Regions from separate parts of the Arachis hypogaea genome. Here region 2 is linked to region 1. A link is a contact called in public Hi-C data. All regions are on one chromosome and are shown on one strand. Each heading gives the region's core, a stretch centred on a gene start, on an enhancer-like site or on the middle of the called end of the contact. The rest is flanking DNA. Distances are from core to core; before and after follow the strand shown.

Region 1 (4,898 bases), core at 1,720-4,219:
AGTGTAGCCATTAATGCAAATCGAAAAATAAAAAAAAATAAAAATGCAATTTTGTATAACTCTAATATAAATAACTTATGTATTTTTTAAAAATAAATAAATTCAAAATCTATTTATAATATCTATTTATAATATGTTCTCTAAAATATTCTTAATATAATTAAAATATAATATATAGTATAAATAATCTATCTCTCTGCGCATTGCGCGGGTCTCACTCTAGTTTGAATAATTTTTTAACAAAATTAATCAAAACTTAGTGTTTGGAATTTTGGATACTTTTGTCTCACAGGCCTCATCTTTTATAGATAAAATATTAGTTTCGTTCTTTTATGAATAATTTTGTTAGCGTTTTAAACTTTTTGTAAATAAAAATGATTGTTTTTCCATCTACTTTTCTTCATACCCTATCTCGGAATCAACATTTCCAATATCTAGACCCTATTTATGGGTCACGATTGTTTAAATTTGCAATTTCATTTTAAAGCTAATTTCAAGTATCACAGAATTGCTCAGAATAATCCTAGTATGCAACTAGTACAAGGTGTGAAAAACGGAAGTGAGAGAGTGTAAGCGATGAACAGAGAAGAATGAGGGAGGAGAGTAGAGAGTAGAGAGAGTGCTCTGGAGTCTGGAGATTGCAATAGAGAGAAAGTAGTCGGGGTAAAATGGCAAGCTAACAGAATCAGATAGCCAACCCTGCTATATATAGCAACTTACGTGATAAATATCTGAGTCTATCTGAATACACTAATCAATAACTAACTATTAATCAGAAATGCTAACTAAGCTAAGTGCAGTAATCCACTATAGCTAATACACACAGGTAACATAAGGAAAGAGTACGGATCAACAAAAAGGTGTCCCAACTAGACCGATGAAAAACACACAATTTCATGTACTCTTCATAATACGTGCAAATTTTTTAAGGTCATTTAAATTCATATTTGAGAGATCTGCAAAAAGAAATTATAAAAATTTAACTTGGAATGCAACATTTCGACTTGCCTAAATTAGCAAGGGAAATACAATGAATTATTTAAGTTACCTTTGCCAGATTTAATAGAAGATAGATCCAGCTCTAGGCTGTAAACCACTTTTGTTTTCATTTGTTCAGACTCTTCAATTGTTGTAGTGCTTAGCTTTCTTATTTTTATCCCAAGTTCAGCTGCAGTTGTCACAATCTCTGTGGGAAACAATAGTCAACTACAAAACTTCATTTAATATCAGTTTAAACCTTAACAATTATTTCCACCAGAAAGTACAAAATTCTTCCTGCTTATTTTCACCAAAAAAAAAAAGCAATAATAATAATCATCATTATCATACAGGAAAAAAGTTGATAGCATTATTTGGTAAGCTTCTCCCTTGGAGTTCATGGGCTTGACATCCTAAACCATATTAACAGTGCAGCACCATTATGCTTGATCAGGTTAGAAGCTATAAAGATATAAAGTTGATCTTATACATGTAAAATACTAATATGTATTATGCAAGTCATATATGATATATATGAACCACAGAATAAAAAGAAACCTTTTCCTAATTGTGCATTATTTGACTGCTATGCAATTGCGTGGAAAAATACATATATTTTGAAAAAATTTCTAGAATCCAAACAGTTGAACCAATTAAATGTCCATTTGCATCAAAAATGGAAAAGAAAGCTATATGCAGCACGCATGTAATAGCATATATAGATAAAGGTACAAAATGAAGTACCCTTTAGCTTAATCAAAAATGAAAGCATGCATTTCGCATCACAATTAATCTCTAATGGTAAAAGGCTAGTACTTGCCGTGCAAAAATGATTAAATGAATATAAAGATGAAGCAGAGCTCTTGAATTACCCTGAAACAACACATGGTTCTGCTCATATAATTGTACTGCATTATTGACATAGTGAGCATTGACAGTAGACTGCTTTTCTAATATTTGAATTTCATGATTCAACACTTCAAACTCCTTCCCCACCTGACAGCACAAATAGTATCAATGTAAATCAAATGACAAAAACAAAGTAGAACCCCATAATAGAAGGATTTCAGCAATTATCATTCATACGACCTCTGTTAGTCTTGTTCTTAAGGAATTTAACTGGGCATCAATATCAGGATCAAAAGGAGCATCTGGATGGAGGCCATTCTCATTTGACTTGTCCTGGAAGTACATTGTCTTCCTAAAGTTAGATAATAAATTCACAAAATGAAAATCCTTACTGAGGATAAGAAATGCTTCAGTTAGTACATACGCATATATAATATTATAATATAGTATACTTTTATCATACTGCATATTCATAGCCGGTTAACAGAACTAATTTTTAGACCGTCATAAAATCAGATGTGTGTGTGTGTGTGTGTGTGTGTGTGTGAGAGAGAGAGAGAGAGAGAGAGAGAGAGAGAGAGAGAGATCATACAGTGTTTGGCATGCAAAAGCCTTGGGGAACAGCAAAACAGTGAAGTAAGCAGTATTTTTCCCACATAGCTAAGCTTCTGTCCAAAACAGATTGGGTCCTCTGCCGAACGCAATCAACTCCCTTTTTCACAAAAACCAAAACAATGGCATGAACCACACTTAGCATACTCTAGCTACCAACTATCATACTCTCAAATTTCCATTATCACAACAAAAGTAACTCTAACTGGTAAAATTCTGTTCAGTTCAGCAGAACAGTTACCTTTTTTCAGATCTTCAGACTTTTGTATGTAGCCTTCAGAGTTCAACTTGGTTGATGCCTCTCTGAAATTATAGAATTACAAAACCGATTAAAACAAACAATGATATTTCAGAATTGAAAGTGAAAAAATAAAGGAGAAGAAGGGAGTGTTTGAGGGTGTTACTTACTGGTGGAAGAAATCGAAAGCTTCATCAACAACATCGTCCACGGTGTTGCGAACTTCGTTGACGAAGAGCTGCGGATTCAAATTCAGAGATTCAAAGATGGCCTCACTTTCGCTGCCTTCCATTTTCCCGCCAAATCTCTATCTATCTCTCTCTCTCAAACACAACCTGAACAAACACAACCCACAAATATATATTCAAAAGTGAATACTTCATCCGGCCCCTGACAATTATTTCGAAAGGACAACAAGGCTCCCAAAAAAAAAACCATCCAATCCGGCTCTTGATTTTATTTTGGGACTTATTAGTCCCTGTCCCAAAAAAATAACATTGACTTTTCTCATAAAAGTAAATTTCAGGAGTTGAATTGGTATTTTTTTTATTAAGGGTTTTGTTGTCTTTTGAGGTAATTGTCAGAAACTATTTTGGATTTTATTCTAAATTCAATTAGATTAAAAAATTCAAAACTTTTCCCATCTCTCGTAAAATGTAATGGAACGAGCTAAAATTGTCAGAGAAAAAACAACAAAGAGAGAGAGGGAGTACAATTTATTGCAGAGGAAGTAGGTGGGATTAGGAGGGGAAAGAGTACAAGAGAGCAAGGTTGCAAGTTGTGATGAAGGGGAAAATGGATGGGCTAGTTGAAATTGAAGAGCATGGTAGGAGGGGAGGGGCTAAATGGTAAATATGGAAAAGAATGAGCTTGGGATTTTGCCGTGTATGTTGGTTAGGTGGGTCAAAAAAGTGGGCTGCAGGGATGGCAACAGGCGGTTTTTGCACTATCCAACCTCGCCCTGTCCTACACTCCTACTTTATTCTATAATCTATATAAATTCCATCCTGCGACTATTCACAGATAGTAAGAGGCGTTCGCCGTGCGGTTTGGATCGATTTTGAGTCAAAAATTCATTCGATTCGAATACTAATTTTACTTACGATGCGGTTTGGATTGGATTGGATTTACGGTTTTGTAAATTAAAAAAATTAAATATATATAACAAGTCTCAACATCAAATTTTAAATAACCAGCAATGACATAATAAGTCTCACAATATCTTAAAAACCAACTATAACCAAGGTTCTAAAAACTGAATCGATCATCGAACCATTTTAGTTATTGGTTCACTGATTTACTGGTTCAACCATGGTCTAACTGAAAAAAACTATTTTATAATAAAATAATAAATAAATTATAAATAAACGCCTAACACATACTTGTAGTCTAATACAAACTTGGTCATTCCATAAGAAATCATCACCATCTATAGCAAAATGCAATTTCAATCACTGAATACTATTCAATAGGTCAACACTGTTCAAACAAAATGCAATTCTAATCATTTAATAAGTTAATACTGTACAATCTTACAACCGAGTAGCAAGACCTCTTCTACAATTAAGCTCAACCTAATCAATGAACCAAACCTTCTCAAAACATAACAATTATCAAAATTTATCACAATCTAAACTCAAGCTCAACCTAATCACTAAACCAAACCTTCTCAAAACATAACAATTATCAAAATTTATCACAACTAAACTCATCTAACAAACAGCTCAAAACTCCAGGCCATCAACAAACACCAACTAACATAGGCAACAAAGATTAAAGATATCATCAAATTGAAAAATAAAATAAAACAAAATAACATTCATAAGAGTAATGGATTTAAGGTGAATCGAAGAGCTTCATCTAATATGTCTTCTCCATGAATCCTAAGATGTGAAGCTTCATATAAGCTTAAGAGTCCCTCAACATCAGTGACAAATTTTTCATTGAAATTAGTAGCATAAAACAGCAGGTTAAAACTATCATCCATAACTGAAATTAATAAATCATTCACAAAATTAAAAACAGCAGCAGCACCGCCAGAAAATTAATAGCAGCACAAAATTAATACTACCAACAGCATTCAGCAACAAAAAATATCATTCAGCAACAAACAACATTTGATTTGATTTCCATTTTAGCATTCAGCAACAAACATAACAAAACAGTAACAAGTAATCCCTAATCACACTAAACCTGAAATCAATAAAGCTAACAGAGCATA
Region 2 (4,898 bases), core at 1,222-3,721, 170 kb before region 1:
AGAACTTGAGCTGTGGGTGTTAAATTGCTTAGAAGAGGATTGTTCAGTTCTGGTAGAAGAATTCCATCCCTGGTTCTGTTGATTGAAATCCTGATGGTAACCATTCCTGCCACTCTCATTTTGTTGCCAATTATTGTTCATTCCATTTGAGCCATCTCTGGTGTACTCTTCTACCTTCTCTGAAGCCATAGCTATGACACCTTTCATTATACCCCATGTCTTCTGAGTGACATCATTGACTTTTTGATCATAACCACCCTCTTTGACCTGAATCAAAGAATAAAGAATTTAGGCAAAGGGCATAATCAAATTTTATACTTGAATCATATATGACTCGAAGACACAGTAGTTCTTTTTCCCTCCCCTAGTAGATACACCTAATACCTTCTGAAAGGAGTAGACATATGCAGAGTAGCTAAGACGAAAAGCATGACGAGCAAACCTATTTACCAACATACTGATTTAACTAAAAACTTGAAAGAAAAAAAATTGTATGATTTTCAGCTGCATTTTGCAAGCTTTTCACACCGGTTGACTTAAAATTCTTTCAGAAGTTAAAACAAGTGGTACTGATGGCACGTTTGATTCATGTAGTCTACTTTACCAGTGCAGGACATGCTTTCTATTCGTTATATAGCATAATAAACACGGAAAGAATTATGGTCCAAATTTGTAAGGAGTATAGCTTAAATGTATAGAACTATAGATATTATTATTTCGTAATGTCCAGAAAAAAATACTATAGTCGTTTTTGTTAAGGTGGCTACTTCCATCGAGACAAATGATTTGGTCAAATATGTTCAGTAAAATATATCAAACCATCTAACATATCACAATGTCTTCACCGGAGAAACAACCTTTTGTTAATGAGGCGGTTCATTAAACTCTAGAGGAAGCAATACACCCAAAGCAATTCATGTAACATAAAAAGCAGAGCAAAAGAAAACGCCTTGCTTCTAACAAAATCATTTTCCTCAGCTATGGAAATGGAACAAGTAGCTAAAAATAATGGCTTGAAGGAACAGAGTTAGTGTAAATACCTTAGAAGCAGCAGTCTGAGCCGCCAACGATAATTTACCAAACCCCTGAACACAAGAACAAAATCAACCGAAGAAAGAGGCCACAAATTAAAATCAATGCAAAACAGGATCTTCTAACGTGGAAATTGCACACAACAGACCGAATAAAATGGTGAATCTTTAATTTATTATTAAAAAATTGATAAAATATGAAAAATTCAACGTTGACGATATGCAGATGACTGAAGACTCAGTCGCTTGCAAAGTCCACTTGAGAGACTGTTTTAAATTCAACTAAGAAACAAAGTCACCTGCGAAACGACGGAGAAATAGTCGTTTTGCTGATTGATCCTCTGCGCCGCCATGGGCCCAGGACTCGATCCAAAACCGACGTATTTCCCTCCCTTCGACGGCGGAAGCCCCTCCGGCCGCGACTCATTCTCCGCCATCTTCCTCGCGAAGAAGCTCTCCTTGTTAGCCGCCGAAGCCTCAAGCTGCGACCGCGTGTAAATATCCTCACTCGACTTAGACCTCCCCGCCACACCACCGCCACCGCCAACACTTCTCACATCGCCAGCAGACTGATTCCGTCGCAAATCCCCGCCGAAACCGTCATCGGTTCCCCAATCCTCCCAATCGCCGTCATTCCGCTTGTTTCCTCCTCCACCGCCGTTCATCGGAGGCTTTCCCTTTCCAGTAGCGAATCCTCCGGCGAGATCCTCCCTCTGAACAGGCGGATCGCGCCACGGCCGCCCTTCGGCAATTGCGGCGATGCGATCACGGTAGATAGCGGCGGCTTTGGTGTTGTACTTCTTAACTATATCAGTTTCCTTGGGAACAGAATAAGAGGCGAGGAAGGAGTTGAGGTTATTGTTGCCGCCAGCTTCCATTTTCTTGAGCTGGATTTCGGACCATGCGTCCATGGTGACGGATCGGACGAAGGAGATGTGCACGCCGAGGCCGCGGTGCTTGCCGGAGCACTCGAGGCACATGAAGACGCCGTAGGAGACGGAGGCCCACTGCGGGTTCTTCTGGGAGCAGTCTACGCAGATCTTGTTTGCTGGTTGGGACTGCAGATCCCGAAGCCGCCGTGACGCCGCTGCCGTCGCCATCGATGGCTGCTGGTGGGAATGGAAGGGTGGGAATGGGCTGGTTTCGGTTGGATTGGGTTGGTGGCGAACAGAGAAAAGCTGAGAAGGGTTTGTTTTTATATGTTGTGTTAAAACGTTAGTGATTGGGGTATTTTTGGGATTAGAGAAGGGTGAAAGATGTTACAGTACGTAATTACGTTACTGATTCGGATATTTGGGTTGTCAGATGGAAAATATAGTAGTAACTAGAGCTAAAAGCCTAACGACAATTGCTAGCTACCTAGGATCACCTTCAATCATTATCTTTGATCCAGTATCTGCAGGCTTTTTTTCTATTATTTGAATAAAAAATAATTATATATTCACATAAATTAAACTATACAAATTTACCGATATAAACATTTAGTTATATTTTCTCTTACTGAAACAACAAAAATTAAAATTAGGACAAGTTATCAAAATAAATTATTTGTAAATTAATATTATGAATTACAACTTTTAAATCTTGTATAAGAAAATGTAATTTTTATAGATTTATAAAAATCGTGAGAAGGATAGAGTGAATTAGTTATTACACGTAAACCATAAAAAGCATAGCGGTTTAAGTTATAGAATATTAAAAAAAAAATCGCAGCACATCTTCAACAGTTTTCTCACGAACGCTTAATTGCATGAACTGCAAGAGGGGTATAGCAGTTTATATTTACCTATAAATTTGTCGAACTTAATCGCAGATTCTTCATTTTGACTGAGTACCAACTATTTTAGAGGGGGTTGTTTGTTTGTTTAGAGTTGTGGATTGAGTGGGAAGAAAGAAAAGGATTGGAGAAGATTTGGGTACCTAAAATTCTTAAGGCGTGGGACCATGGCAGACGAAGGCAAGCTATACCAACTCAACAGCGTTGCGCATGTTGTCGATGGCATCAATGAAGAGGCCAGTTTGTTTTTTTTTTATTATTAAATTTTATAACATAATATGTAGTATTTAGGATGCAGTAATTAGAATACAAAATTTAAGATATGTAACTTAGTATTTAAAAGTTAAGATTTAAAATTTAAAATTAAGGATATAGTGTTTAAGTAGTATATTTATCCTAAAGTAATTAAGATTTAGGGTTCAAATGTTAATATAGTTTTTAAGGTTTGTAGGGTTATTTTTTAAATATGGTATTTGAAAACTAAGATTTAAAAGTTTAAACTTTAAATTTAAAATTTAAAATTTTAAAATTAATTTTATAGTTTAGCTTTTAAAATTTAAGACTTAAATTTTATAATATAGGATTTATAAATTTAAAAGTTGGAGATTTTTTACTTGTTCTAAAATATATTTAGATCTATGAAACAAAATTTGATGTAAAAGTTTATAAGTATTGTTTTTCTATTTTAATAAAATTAGCTTGAAAAATAATGTTAAATGAAGTATATCTGAAATTTTAGTTAAGATTGGATAGACAAAAAATTTGTAGTTTTTGTGTCCAATTATAATTTATGGTTTAAACTTGTAAGTATTGGAATTTCATTCGGTGTGGTTATTTTTCTCACATCATGCAGCCAATTAGATGTATTTACAGTGTTCGGAGGCAATAGAATATGCCTTTGTATGATAGGATCATATCTTATTTGGAGAGTGCTGGTTTGAACCACCTGACTAGGCTGAACACATGTTGATTCTAGTTGGACGAGCCCCTAGTCAACGCATTTATTGAGAGGTGGCGTCCTGAGAATATCGTACGCATATATGGACGTGCGTACATTATGATGCTGCTATCCACTCAGTTGTTTGGTGACAAGAGTGGAAATCAGGTACATATACGGTGGTTGCTGTTTGTGGCAAAACTTAACGAGATGGGCACTTACAGTTGAGGTTCGGCTAGGCATGGCTATATCGATGCATGTGTCGAGTGGCCAACAGAAATGTCACGAACTTGGCAGGCCCCCTCCAACTACTATAGTCTTGGATATTCTGGCAGTTTCCTACTCTCAGGCCGCATGAATTTGACGACTTTTCTTTTCCGTTGACATCCAGGTATCGAGAAATGCACTTAGACTTTCATTATTTGCTTCCAGTTATTAACTTTTGAGATCCCAGATTATTTATTTGTATGACATTGTCATCCTTCATCTGTTCCTCCCACTTCAACCTTTCATCATCCATTGCATTCACATGCTCTGGTTCAGTTTTCGATCTAGCCTCCTCAATATCACGACCTTTTCCATCTGCACACTCTTCATTACAAGCCATTTGTATCACTAGTATCACGATTCTTGATTCGCCCACCTTTCCTACCAAATTAGAACATCCTTTTTTTGGTATGATTCAATGGCACATGAGCTTTGCCATGTTTCTTCTTCACCCATTCCCAATTGCGGTGTTTCTATCACATGGTTCGCTACCGCTTTCGCCTATTCCGCAATGTCATTCCCCCGACCAAAGCTGTTGTGGTTAAGGGCCTAGACCTTCGACGGCGCTGCTAGTGATCCTTGGTGGTTAAGGGCTTGTGATCCTCGATGGCCAACACTTGTCGTCTCCTGTGCACACAGATCATGAGTCACTACACCCTACCAATCCTCAACCACCAACAACGCACAAGGAACGCTCCTCGAAGGAGACCTAGTGCTGCAACCTGTAGGTATAGCAACAACCTGATTTGCAACGGTCTGACCTGTTTCATCACCTCTAGCCCACCGCCCATCACCAATCCTTCCCTCACTTGGCCCATCTTCTCTAAGAGCATTTGTTGGCCTAATATCCTGATGGCCCAAACAGCACAAGCCTTCATTACTTTTT

What was found. A called contact is a pair of places that touch in the nucleus more often than the background predicts.
Region 2: a Hi-C map of leaf shows a contact between it and region 1, with 2.8 times the contacts expected there. The contact joins the promoter of LOC112727209 here to the promoter of LOC112727206 in region 1. A contact is called at or near these places in 2 of 8 Hi-C or Micro-C datasets (leaf and an unstated tissue).

Annotation. Positions count from the first base shown.
Region 1 is chr12:26,475,409-26,480,306 of arahy.Tifrunner.gnm2.J5K5, reverse strand. LOC112727206 (protein MIS12 homolog) reads right to left here and starts at 2,969. Exons shown (of 7, transcript XM_029291050.2): 1 at 2,848-2,969; 2 at 2,646-2,742; 3 at 2,420-2,539; 4 at 2,068-2,160; 5 at 1,851-1,974; 6 at 1,049-1,186; 7 at 879-956. The coding sequence starts at 2,969. The coding sequence ends at 895. LOC112727204 (receptor-like protein 7) reads right to left here and starts at 44. Exons shown (of 2, transcript XM_025776873.3): 1 at 1-44.
Region 2 is chr12:26,647,840-26,652,737 of arahy.Tifrunner.gnm2.J5K5, reverse strand. It overlaps LOC112727209 (probable ADP-ribosylation factor GTPase-activating protein AGD6), which reads right to left and starts at 2,471. Exons shown (of 4, transcript XM_025776876.3): 1 at 1,331-2,471; 2 at 1,041-1,085; 3 at 1-267. The coding sequence starts at 2,131.